2 separate regions of the Gossypium hirsutum genome follow, and region 1 is linked to region 2. Evidence: chromatin contacts called from public Hi-C data. All regions are on one chromosome and are shown on one strand. Each heading gives the region's core, a stretch centred on a gene start, on an enhancer-like site or on the middle of the called end of the contact. The rest is flanking DNA. Distances are from core to core; before and after follow the strand shown.

Region 1 (4,020 bases), core at 1,236-3,735, 240 kb after region 2:
TCTGAAATGGGAGTTTATGTTCTTTGCCAAGATGACAAGCAACACAAGGAGACAACTCTTTATTCGAATCAACAGAAGTATTACAGTTGGCTAAAGCCTTTGTAAGAATTGATTTACAAGGGTGACCAAGTCTAGCATACCACACATTTAATGAAACATTCGAGCTTGCTGTAAAACATTGAGTTGATCCAAACGACAATACATTAGGGTAGGTGCCATGTAAGTGTAGCTTGTAGAGACCATTCTGAACAGACCCTCAAAGAAGCACCTCCCTAGTCTTGAGATCACGCACTTGACACTGTTGAGGAAGAAACTCAAAGATCACTTGATTGTCTTTGGTGAATTTGGATACAGACAAAAGATTCTTTGTTATACCAGGAACAAATAGCAAAGATCTCATGTATAACAGCCGTGTACGAGTGAGTAAAGAAGACTGATCAGTAGATAAAACAGGGAGTGCATTGCCATTACCGACATACACTTTACCTAGGCCATTGTAAGTAGTGTTTTCACCTATTGAGGAAGTTGAGTGAGTGAGATGATGGGTTGCCCCAGAATCTGGATACCACGTATCATCGACTGTCTCAAGAGTTGCAATGAGGGCCTAAGGGGGCATAGTTGCAAGAGGAGTTGTACTAACAGGTGGTGAAGAGTTTGCAAGAAACGGATGAGGCCAGTTAGGAACAGGTGGAAATACCAACCTGATGGAGTTGAAGAGGCAACATTGGTGGATGGCACAGGGGACGATGCCTAAGGGACCATAGATGAGCCAGTGCCATACATACATATATTTGCTTGTGAAAAAGTGGAAGTTTGTAACCTGTACTCTTATAGGACACATCAAGCCTATAGTAGCATCGGTCCACAAGATGCCCTTGCTTGCCACACAACTGACATTGAAACTGAGAGTTTGAAGAACGTGCACGTCCACGACCCCGAGTATTGGAGGAGGGGCGATAAGTCGGTGTAGGTTCAGGAACACTTGAAGGTTGATGCGTCACCACATTAGCCGAACTAGGAATCTCAGACACAAGATCTTGCAATTGGGCTTCAGCATCAAGAAGCATTGTAGTCACCCCCTGAGCGTTGTAAGGAACTGGGCTGGCTGTGATGATCGTAACAACAGACTCATATTCAGGTGGCAGACCATCGAGTATAGCTGTGACATGCTCATGGTCACTGATGACTTCTCCGCAACTTGCAAGATTAGCACAAAACCCCTTAATCTTGACCAAGAACTCTCTCATAGACAGATTACCCTTGCGTTGAGAGTGCAAGGCACGCCTATAAAACATTAACCTAGACGTAGTTTTACTGCCATATAGAGCAACAATGGCATTCCAGATTTGGGCACTAGTGTCCATACCAATAAGATGAGGAAGAACAGTTGGACTTACAAAGGACAGAAGCCAAGAAGCAAGAGTACTGTCCTGCTGCTCAAATCGAGCAAACTCTAAGTTCTCATGAAACACACCATCAGCATAAGGAATTAGCGAAGAAGGAGGAACCGTACCAGTGTCCAAGAACCGTTGAAGCTTGTATGTCTTGACGGCCAAAAGAACCTGTTGGCGCCATAGTAAGTAGTTAGTATCATCAAGAAGTACGCTTATTTTCTTGGTAGCAAAAAATCGGCTATCGACAACACCATCTGTAAGACTAGATGTCATGGCCGGTGTAGCAGAATGAGCAGCTGACGGACTGCGACATGGATAAACGAAGGAGAAAAGAGAAAAAAAAATTCTTGAGATCAACTGGCTCTTGATACCATGTTAAGCTAAGTAAAGAATACAATCAAGAGAATATCATCTTATTACTGGATTCATGAACAGAGTAGATACATGCTATTATATACTAGAATAAGCATGCTAACCATGCAAGTTAACTACTAACAAACTAACAGTTAACTCGTTATTAACAGTGGAACTACTAACAGACTAACTAACTTTTATTAGTTATGCTAACATAAGGAAGAAAAAAAAAAGGAGGAATGATGGACGTAGGGGATGGCATGAAGGGGAAGAAGATGATGAGTAATGGAGGTTAAAAAAAACAAAAGTAAAAAGTGATGATGTGGTGTGCATGATTATGTGTAAAATAAAAATTTTCTCTAATAACAATGACCAAATTGTAAGAATTTTTGTGTGTGACCAAATTAAAAACATCTTAAAAATTAGGTGATCAATTAAAGAATTTACCCTTAAATTAAACATGTTAATATAATTTTTTTCAAAATTTTAATCAATAGTTTTCCACTTACACCAAGAAAATAACATTTAATTGGAGCCATGAAATGGGGCGGGGATTACTTCACTTAGGCATCGGGTTTGCAGCCCAATGGTGCAATACGCATTTGGGGTAGGCCTGGGTGATGGCTGATGGATTCGGTGAGTCTGCGTACGTCCACAAATAAAATGAGTAAAATTTGGATCATATGATTACGTTCCCTTTTAAGCAAAACGACCCATCCCTCCCCCCCCCCCCCCCCACCCCCTCTCTCTCACTCTATCTTCATTCCTTCTCAAGCTCTCTCGTCCCTCTCCATTTACGTTTGGTGCTAAAAACCAGTGAATCATTGAAACGTCTTCCAGCCTTCCACCTTCTACATTCGTTTTCAACCTCTCCATTAAATGAAAAAATCCAAAAGGACAAACAAATTATTCTAAAGGCTCCTTCATTTCTCCCCTTCTAGAAAGAACAAGAAAACCAAGAAATAAAAAAGCCATGAAACAGTTGCACAAGCAATCTAGCATGAACCATAGGCGGGATGAGGAGACCCCATCAACACAAACGCCTCCTTATTCACCCAAATCCTTAAAACACCCCAAATCTATCCCTAGATCCATTAACTATCTCTTCAAAGAACAACGCCTTCTTTTTATCCTCATCGGCATTTTGATTGGTTCCACCTTTTTCATCCTACAACCCAGTTTGTCTCGTTTGGGTCCCACCGATGCCCGTTCCCCTATACGCAGATCTTTCTCCAAGGACAACATCGTCTCCTCCGACGTCTCTGTTGTTTCCGATAACCACGACTCCTCGGCTTCCTTTTCATCCGGTACGAACAGGGCCGTTTATGGAAAGGTGGGGCGGGTACCTGTTGGGATTGGACGGCGGAGAATGAGGGTCGTGGTCACGGGAGGGGCTGGGTTCGTTGGCAGTCATCTTGTTGATAAGCTAATTGCTAGAGGCGATGAGGTGATTGTTCTTGATAATTTCTTCACTGGGAGGAAAGACAATTTGGTTCATCTTTTCGGGAATCCCATGTTCGAACTCATTCGACACGACGTGGTTGAGCCAATTCTCTTAGAAGTGGATCAGATCTATCATTTAGCTTGCCCTGCGTCTCCCGTTCATTATAAATACAATCCTGTCAAGACTATCATATCCTTTGCCATTGTTTATGCCAATTTCGGTTTACCATATTTATTTTTCTGGATTTTAATGCTGTTTCTGTCATGTTTATGTCAATTTGAGATCCTTTGACTTAGTGAATTTACAAGACAAATGTGATGGGTACTCTTAATATGTTGGGGCTTGCAAAGAGAGTTGGGGCTAGGTTTTTGCTGACAAGCACGAGTGAGGTTTATGGCGATCCGCTTCAGCATCCACAGAAAGAGACCTATTGGGGAAATGTCAATCCAATTGGTAAAGTAGCTAGTGCTACAAGCGTACAACAATTATTTGTTTTGGTTGCTTGTTTTTCTGTTCATGTCGTCTAATGTTATTGTTTGGCTTAATCTGGTTAGGCGAGAGGAGTTGCTATGATGAAGGGAAAAGGACAGCTGAAACCTTAGCTATGGATTATCATCGAGGTGCCGGTGTCGAGGTATGGTTTTCTTGATTTACTTGTAGGTTGAATACTGTTGGCATGCTTGATTTATGTACAATACATATAACAGGGTATCGAGCACCTCTCTAGAAATGATCTTCTTCTAATATTTATAGCTATCATGTTCTAATATCTTTTACCCACATCCTGGAATCTTTGTAAGTACTGTTTAGCATGCATTTATTCTCAAG
Region 2 (3,928 bases), core at 202-2,701:
ATTAAAATAATAAAATTATATTTTTTATATGATAACAATATATAATTTAATTCCGACAAAAATAAAATAAAATTCTAAGTTGGCGACCTGATATTCGGAGGTTAAAGCAAGGTTCAGAATGCTTTCTAACCGTACAATCAATGAACAACAAAAGTTGTTAATTGATAGATACAGAATTAAATCAGTAAGAGGGTATGATAGTATAAACCCAACCACATGCGTCCTTGTCATTAAAACAAGTGATCTTCATCACCCAATTCATCTCAGCCTTTCACTATGAAAAACCTCCCCATTCCCCATTACTCCAAAGTCCAAATATCCCCTATGTTACCACTCATATACAATCATGTCCATTCATCATCAACACTTTTGCCACTCGCCTTGACCAGGATTCCCCACAGCCGTTGGATCTCTCCGAATATATCATCACTGGGAAGCTGAAACCTGCAGCACGGGCAAGTGTTCCTCTTCTTCACCCATGGCAATATGCACATCCAATGGAACAAATGCTGGCAGGGGAACTTACACACGTCTCTCCCTTCTCTCATCTCCTCTTTGCATATCACGCACTCAATCCCACCCCCTCTCACCTCCACCGCCGGCAACGCCACCACCGCCGCCGGTGACGCCGCCACCTCCTTCCCTTCCTTCCCATCACAACCCATTATCCCCACAAGCCTTTTGCACCTCGTCACCATTTCGATGTACGGGATCAAAGCAGCACCGTCGAAGATGCCGGTGATGCCGGTGATCTTTAACGTGGTGTTAGAGCATATACTAGTTAACACTAGGCGCCATTCATCGTGAGGTCTCTCGAGCGCTTGGGGGTTATCATGGTATGCTTCACACAGGAACAGTAGGAGGAGCACGGCGTCAAGGTCGCGCTGGTTTATAGCTGTGGAAGGGTTTGGCAGCCGCAGTGGTGGAGGCTGGAAGTGACGCGTGAGGTGGTGGAGGGAAAAGAGGAGGTGGCGGGCAATGAGAAGGGTCTTTTGGGGGAGTGAGAGAGTGTGGAGGCGGTGGAGGGTAAGAAAGAAGAGACAAGGGGAGGAGAGGAGGTGGCAAAGACGGCGGCGGTGGTGGAAAGAGAGGGAGAAGATGGAGTAGCTGAGATCTGAAAGCTGAGAAGGACGGAGGGTGGAGATTGCCGCCATAATTGTCGTCTCTTCTTCCATCATCATATGGGATCGTGTGTTTTGGAAACTTTCTCTTTAGAAATGCGTGGGAGTTTTGATTACTGCGGCTTTTATGTCAAAGTTTTGGCCCATTACTTCCTTTTTTATAGGATAAATAATTTTATATTAAAAGAAGTTTTATTAAATCCAAAAAATTTATAATAATTTATTATTAATTATTATTATTTATATAATTTGTACTTCTAAATTAATCAGTGAATAATACACCCTTAAACGTAGTTACATCTTTTTAATTATTATAATAATGATATTAATTCATCTAAATTTATCACAAATAATTGAATATGTGTTGTCAGTCCATATAGGCATCAGAGTCAATTTCAACTCTATTCTTGCTCTAATTTCTAGATTTTAAGATTTCATATCCTCAAATTCATTTTATTACATTTATGAGAAATTTAATGATAGGAATGTTAAGGAGAAGAAAAAAAATGAAGGAGACTCAATAATTAATATACCAATTACAAAGAAAATTGGACAAAATGGGATCTATAGATGGAGATTTGATTGAACATTAATTGGTTTGGGTAAGCATGTGTGTGTTTGGTACCAAAGGGGATGCTTGAATAGCTAAGAATGTAGGGTTTTTTGTCCTAAAGTTAATGTCTTGTTAAAACATCATCGACATCCCCATTTCTTTTCATTATCTCTTACAACTTTGATGAGAAAAGAAAAAAAAGAAAATCTTGACCCATCCCATATCATTCAACTCCATCCTATTGTCTATTGCAAGCCAACGTCTTTTTTATATGAAAGTGGTCATAATTTTGGAATAAGAGGAAACAAACTGTATACTATATGAATCAACTTTATTAAATGTTGGTTTTTTTCAATTATAATTGAAAAACTCAAATTAATGGTTAAATTGGTTGGATCTTTGATTCTTGGTATTGAATCAATTAATATAATCATCTCAAAAAAAAAACTCATAAAAAGAAATATACTTTTTTAAAAAAATCTAAAATTAGCAAAAAAAAAATGTTTTTATTTTAGTCGGTTCTTATATGATTGAATCGCTAAATCTATTGATTTTCTGTTCAATCGGACTAAATTTTACGACCTTGATCTTAGCTTGCAAACAAAGAAATTAATCCAGTTCTTACGTGGGAAATGACTCCATTTTCTCATTCTTCAATGCCTCGGGGGAAAATGTCATAGAAATTCACTTAGATGAAAATTGGAGCAATGTTACCATTTGCTTACTAAAAACTCTTAAAATAGTCTTGAGATTCCCTGGAGGGACCAAAGGAAAGATGATACAATATAATACTAATTGTCAACAAAATTTTGTATAATATGATAGAATGCTTCAACTGCAAGTTGAGGGTTTTCCTCTAGCAAGATTGTGATAATTAAAGGACTGTGATTGTCTTAAAGTAGCAAAAGTTAAAATTTGCAAGTGTAAAGCAAATTTAAAAGATTTTAATTGGGGAGTGCCTCTTCACTTTAGCCGAGATTTAGTGTACCAAAATTCTGCTGGGAATTAAAAGAGAAATGAGCATAAAATAGGATCCAATGTCCTCAACATACTACTCATTGCCACACATAACCATCATCAAGGGATCATTCAAGCTTTATTAGTGGTTAAGTGATGGCATAAAAAATCACCTAGAGTTGCGTTAACGTAAGCAGGCATGTTTGAAAGTCTTACAGCGGTGGGTCTAAAACCCACACACTTGTATTTCCCATACGGTTTCAAAACCAACATACAGCAATATCCCATTTAGTTTATTACAAACCATGTACCATCTTTCTCCAGCTTTCAACTATGACCTTCCACTCCCAAAGTAACATCACTCGATAGGCTCCTGTGTCCACACTTGAGCGTTTCCAGAAATTATTTCTTGGCCTCTTCTCACCCATAAAGAAGGTGATATGGATGAAAACATTTTTAAGTGGAAGGCTTTAATTGGCGAGAAGTATTTATGATGTGGTGGAAAAGATTTATAAAATAATTTTTTTATTTTTTATACTCAAAGGTTTTTCTTTTCATAATAATGGAATATAAGTTTTTGAAGGAATAATATTTTTATAGATCAATAATTTATGTTATTTAACATTTTTATATGTTTATGTCATTACATATATTTTCAGTCATTTTTTTGGTATATTTATTCATATTTATAATATATTTAATTTTAGTATCACAAGTTAATTATACACTAACTCAATTAAAAATTGGCTAGAAAACTACTATTAAAAAGTAAGTGGTATGAATATCTTATTAAGTAGATGTCCATCAAAACCAAGATAAGTTTTGATATATTTTAAATTCTAATAGTAATTAGAAGTAGATCTCTACTTCATTTATACTTCTTATGCCTATAAATAAAGACTTTGGATAAGCTTTGTAAATATCCCGGTTGATTAATAAAAATACACTCTCTTTCCTCTCCCATTCTCTTTGTTCTTTGTTCTCTATCTTTTATTTTATAACATGTTATCAGCAAGATTCTCTTTTAATTGTTTTTCTCTATAAGTTACAAAAATACCCCAAAATTTGCTATTGTTGATTGGCTCCTAGAGTTGCTGCTATTTCAATTAAGGCTTGCGCACTATGGGTAATCATTAGAGCCTTTAACCACTCAACCAGGGTGATAACGAAGATATTGAAGTATTTCAGGTATATTTAACTATGATTTATTTATTATATCATGTTTATTATAATTGAAGACTAATAATGACAACATGAATAGATAGATTTTGATTTGAAATCCACGCATGTTTGTGAT

The links. A called contact is a pair of places that touch in the nucleus more often than the background predicts.
Region 1: a contact with region 2 is called in a Hi-C map of leaf, with 2.3 times the contacts expected there. The contact joins the promoter of LOC107899272 here to the promoter of LOC107948346 in region 2. A contact is called at or near these places in 2 of 34 Hi-C or Micro-C datasets (both in leaf).

The regions. Positions count from the first base shown.
Region 1 is chrA04:69,970,841-69,974,860 of Gossypium_hirsutum_v2.1, forward strand. It overlaps LOC107899272 (UDP-glucuronic acid decarboxylase 1), which reads left to right and starts at 2,486. Exons shown (of 7, transcript XM_016824942.2): 1 at 2,486-3,381; 2 at 3,498-3,645; 3 at 3,747-3,826. The coding sequence starts at 2,722.
Region 2 is chrA04:69,732,116-69,736,043 of Gossypium_hirsutum_v2.1, forward strand. It overlaps LOC107948346 (E3 ubiquitin-protein ligase SGR9, amyloplastic), which reads right to left and starts at 1,452. Exons shown (of 1, transcript XM_016882855.2): 1 at 1-1,452. The coding sequence starts at 1,181. The coding sequence ends at 345.